2 separate regions of the Mus musculus genome follow, and region 1 is linked to region 2. A link is a contact called in public Hi-C data. All regions are on one chromosome and are shown on one strand. Each heading gives the region's core, a stretch centred on a gene start, on an enhancer-like site or on the middle of the called end of the contact. The rest is flanking DNA. Distances are from core to core; before and after follow the strand shown. Region 1 has its middle 88 kb from the start of Gm36260. Region 2 overlaps Gm44812.

Region 1 (2,700 bases), core at 60-2,559, 930 kb before region 2:
GTTCATTTCCAAACCCAACACTCATTTTATTATCTTGCTTCCTTAGGCTTGCGTTTAAATGGTGTACTAATTAATCTACCACTTCACTGGGAGATAAAAATAAAAGATCAGTTGCTCTCTTACTGTATGGAAGTGTTAATTCACAGTTCTTTTTCTTCCTACAGTAATAAAATATATGATTAGGAATTAGAGAGATGGCCCAATAGTGAAGAGCAGTTGCTGCTCTTCCAGAGGACCCCAGTTTGCTTTCTAGCCCACATTGAGGACCATATGACTGCCTGTAACGCCAACTCTAGAGGACTCAACGATCTCTTTTAGCTTCAGCAGGCACATGTACACACACGTGCATTCATATTTACACTGTCTGTCACACATGTACACATATTATCTTAAGATAAAATAAAATAAGGATATGATCAATTTTTTAAATATTTTTTATTACATATTTTCCTCAATTACATTTCCAATGCTATCCCAAAAGTCCCCCATACCCTCCCCCCCCACTTCCCTACCCACCCATTCAATTTTAAGGAAACATTTACTTTAAAAGATTTTGCTGCATAATGGGCAAGTGAGATAATGGCACTGAGAATTTAGAAGTATCTATGTGTGTGGAAACATGCATTTTGAGGCGATGTATATCACCATTCCATATGACAAGGTGGAGATCTGTTATGCCAGATTGCTCTGAGTGAGTAAATCAGGACTTTGAGGTAAGTCTAATGAGTGAGATGTGTCGGAAACACAAACTCAGTGTACCAATGTCACCTAGACAAACCCAAACAACCTTAATTTACTTCTTTTCCCAGACTTTGGAGGAACAATGTAGACTGTAACTTATTATTGGAAATACTGTGGATGTCTAATAAAAATATCTCAATTGCGGGCATTCTTACTTCAAGAGTTAGATTTTTAGTTTTAGTTTGACATACTCGTCCATTTTCCTGCCATTATACCTTCATGTTTGTTTGGGTTTTTTTTTTTTTTTTTTTTTGAAAACCCATTTGGAGTTTTTAAGTAACATTTGAAATTCTCCCCTCTAATTTTAAAGAGAAAGAACACATAAAGGTCACGGAGTGGCTGAGGAGAATCAAGACTGCTTACTGACTACTGTGAAAATCAGAGCTGAGGTTTCATAGTAGGAAACAAATGAGGGTGTTCATTCTAAATGATGGGCATCCCTGTCAGTAGCCAAAAGCCCAAGAATATCTCCCACGCTGTGCCACGTCAGCACCAGGGTAACCCAGTAAACAGGGTCCTTTGAACCTTTTCACACTGAGTTGTTGTCAAAAAGCTACACGTGTCAAGGGTAGCAAGCAGGTCCAGGCCAGCACTGTCACAAGCATGGAACATCTTTCCAATTTCTGATCTGTTGAGAGGTAGATTATAGAATATGCTAGAAATCCTGACGCTTCACCTCCAGGGCACAATGTCACTTGCTGCTTCACCCAGAGTCCTCCTTGGTTGCCTTTGCAAGGAGAGGAAAATTTCTACCCACACAGCCCTAAGATGCTGACATCCCATGTTTACAGGGATTGTTTGTTTAGAAAATTAATCAGTTACGGTTTTAAACTTTAATTAAAGAACGTTTTCCGGTGTTATAGCAAAACAGACAAGTGCCCATAAAACGTATATTTGACTGCTGTTGTGTGTTGTTTTTGGATCACAACACAGTCTTGAGATCAACCATGCATGATATTTTTGTGAACTATTCTTTTAACGGAACAACCTTCACATAAATTAGGTTCATTAAAAAATATCCATCAAAATAAAAGTCATGCTGAGAAACCGTTGGCTGGAATTTCCTTTTCCTATCTAATCAACAACAAAATACTTTGTACTCCTTCTGTAAATAATACTAGGGAGAGAAGTGAGCCGGCACTCCATTGTGCAATAGGCTGTTCCTGCCAGGGAGCCACAAGTAACTTCATTGGAAGGCACACATTTTGCGTACATTTTGGTCAAGAGAGAATCACTGGTTCAGTGAGCATGGGCATGCTGGAGAGATTTTAGATCCAGATGGCGATACATGCTCAGCATATTTTTAAGTTTTCCCTTGTGTTTTTACATTTCTATTTCTTGTTTATTTGGATCTTGATGATAAAAGAAACATGCTTCTTAGGTAAAAGTGACAAAAGATTCACACACATCAAATGTTCTTAATAATTGCCTTAATAAACAAAAGATTGTTACCAGGACATGTATCTCTAATTTTGCCAAGGTATCCATCAGAAATATTTGTACATGTATTATCATAAATCCAGTAGAAGATGCCAACTAGGGCATTAAATGTTTATAAATCTTACCCTCTGAGGACTCAAAATGAATTTACAAAAACAAATGAAAAATAGCAAAAGATAATCTTTCTCTTTTTTTTTTCAATTTTGTTTTTCTGTGAAGAAAATTGAAAATTCCACTAAGCAATGAATACAGAGAAAAGCATTTCATATCAAAATTAAAAGAATATATGAAATTTACACAATAAAATAATTTACAAATAGAATATATAAGATTTTCCATATTTCAAAGCAAGAAGATTTATAATACCATATATACAACAATAAAATAAAGATAAAATACTGTAAGTTTGGGGTGTTTGGTTTGTTTGTTTGGTTGGTTGGTTGGTTTTTGGTTTTTGTTCTTTTTAGTATATACCTTGGGAACTATACTTTCTATCAGAATATAGTGAGGATTTTTCAA
Region 2 (2,700 bases), core at 76-2,575:
AATAAGAAATAATCAGAAAAATTTAATAAGCAATAGAGTAGGATTAGAGGACTGGCTCTGCAGCTAATAGCACTTTTGCTCTAGCAAAGGAGCTGGGTTCAGTTCCTAGCACTCACACCTCATAAGCGTATGCCAGTCCAGTGTCAGGAGATCAAAGGACTTCTGACTGCCTCAGGCACTAGGTATATACTTGAGGCACACATATAGAAACAGGCAAAACATTCATACATGTAACATAAAACAGATAAATCTAAAAATATTTAAAATAGTAAGCAGTTGTATACAATATTTCTAACAAGTTTCCTTTCTCATTTTTCTATCCATTTCCCATGGCCACTAAGTCAAGAGAGAAAGAAGGGAGAGAAGAAAGATATCAATAATAAATTAAATCAAATAATATGCCCATAGTTAAGGATCAGAGAAGTTGATTTTGAATAAGCAAAACCTTAAAATCATTATATAATAACCATAAGACAGTTATTAGCCACACTCACAAATGAATAATGGTGTTAATTAGACCTTTTTTAAAAAGGCTTAGGCCCATAAAGAGAATCCAAATAGCAGGTCAGAGGATCGTGTACACATAAAATTGGGCAAATAGCTTAAGGAATATATAAGACGGCATTAAAGGCAAGCCGAAAAGCATTATGGTATTCAGAAAGCATCTCCTTCATAGTTCAAATCTTTGTGCCATTTCCCCCCAACAAACTCTTCTCGCTCCCACTGACCAGTTCAAATGTCACCCACTTCAACACCTTCCCTTCAAAATATTCTGCAATCTACTCAGCCAAGCCTTCTTGCCCTTCACCACTAAGCTTCAAACTTCCAATCATTGCTTAAGCTTCCTGTATTGACTTGATTTTACTTTGTAATCGTAAATAATTATATTTATACAGTGCTTATCACATACAAAATGTGTGTGTACCTATAGGTATCAATTAGTAGTTTAATAAGCAAATACATTGTATTTTATTAACTCTATTTTGATAAATACTGTAAGCATATTGTAAGTATGGAATTATTTTATAGATCACAAATATTTCCATGTCATCCCAACAACTCTTTAGAGGTGGACTTCTGGACTTAGGGTGAGGAGTTGGGTGGGTGGGTGGGTAGATAGGTGGGTTGAGACAGAGCTATGGCAGGAAATTGGCATGCTGGAGGTTTCTCCTCAAAGAAAACTTGATTCATCCTGGCTGTCAGACACCCAGGAGCAAAATGACCAGCACGGTTTTCCATGAAGACATCAAAGAGGTGATACAGAACCATCTATCAATAAAACGGTTCACAGCCTACAAATGTACTTTGCTCAGCCAGCCTCCCACTTTGGTACAAGTAGGTCACACAAAGGCAGAGCAAGTTTGTTCCTGAGGCAAAGTTTGCTTGCACAGACGGGCCTCAGGAGCACATTTCCCTAGTACTCACTGTGCTCTGAGCCCCCTGCCTGTTGTCTCGAAGTCCTCGGGTTCTTCCTTCCTTGGGCACAAAGAAATAATAAAAGAGTCCTGAATGTTATCCAGAACCCGCAGAAGCTTACTGACTTTTCAAAACTATAAAAGTTTTAGGGTAGGGAGATGGTTCTAAGGGGAAAGTACTTCACACGCCTGAATCCCTAGAACTCATCAGCAAGTGCAGAACCCGTCCATAATCTCAGTCTCCCTTGGTGAGGTAGGAGGAGAAGGAGGAGACAGATAGCCCTGCGCACTCACCAGCTAACAATAAAGACCCTGTTCCAAACAAGGTGGATGGAGTGGACCCACACCTGAGGCTGTGCTCTGACCCCCACATACACCATAGCAAGAACTCACCCACCCTAGGACCCCTAATACACACACACAGAATCTTTTGAAAACATAAATTTAGCAGACATGGCATGAGAGTCATCCTAGTATCTACCAGCCAGTAGCCGCTGCCCTTCTGAGACCAGCACTAGTCAGTCCTTGCGTTGGTGGTAGAACCCAGGATCCTCTCTGCCCTTGTAGTCATTCTGAAAAAGCCACAAGGCCATGTGATATTTTAAGAACCAATCCAGTAAGGTCATCAAGACTTTGCTACACATAATATACCAATTTCCTGGCTATTATGAAAATTCATTAAGCCATGTGTGACACCATTATTGTCTATGCCATCCACATGCCTACCTCTAGCAGACTGGTAGCAGCCAGAAATCACACAGTTACCCCACTATTCTTGGTTTTATTGCATTGGTGATTCTGATGGTGCATAACTTTGTATTCTGTAGAATATCAAATTATGCCTCACTCTGACTAGGTTCGTAGTCAAGGAATCTACTCCATAGATTTTGAGGATATGGCAAATTTACCCTTGAAATGTCTCTTGCGTCATCGGTGGGATGTGTACATGGATGTAGTACAGTAAGTAGAGCTATTATGTTTATACATGAAAGCACAACCTAGCTGGGGATACAGCATCATTGTAGAGCACTTTTCTAGCATGTGTGAGGCCTCTGGTTCAATCCTCAGCTCTATAAGATAAAATGTATTGAAATAAGGCACCATCCAGGCAGCCAAATATTCACACAAGTCCGTGGGAGAGTGGGAAAATGTTGCAGAGGGTAACTGAGGGGTTGTAAATCCATTCTTGCACAGCGTCTTTTACTCCTGGAAGAGAAGCAAAGTTGAGTACAATAGAGGCAGAAGCAGCTGCTCTAGTTACAGCTTTATATGTATGTATTTAACT

The links. A called contact is a pair of places that touch in the nucleus more often than the background predicts.
Region 1: a contact with region 2 is called in a Hi-C map of liver, with 4 times the contacts expected there. The contact joins two enhancer-like sites. A contact is called at or near these places in 1 of 484 Hi-C or Micro-C datasets (liver) and 1 of 9 other capture datasets (embryonic stem cells).

The regions. Positions count from the first base shown.
Region 1 is chr7:71,466,735-71,469,434 of GRCm38.p6, reverse strand. No RefSeq gene overlaps it. Among named protein-coding and RNA genes, the nearest start is that of Gm36260, 88 kb to the right of the region's middle. Within about 2 kb of position 1,309, at least 6 of the 459 cell types and tissues checked have an H3K27ac peak or open chromatin away from gene starts, as enhancers often do. A contact at or near this core is called in liver, where this site is marked.
Region 2 is chr7:70,534,881-70,537,580 of GRCm38.p6, reverse strand. All of the region lies in intron 4 of Gm44812, which reads right to left. Among named protein-coding and RNA genes, the nearest start is that of Gm35842, 11 kb to the left of the region's middle. Within about 2 kb of position 1,325, at least 3 of the 459 cell types and tissues checked have an H3K27ac peak or open chromatin away from gene starts, as enhancers often do. A contact at or near this core is called in liver, where this site is marked.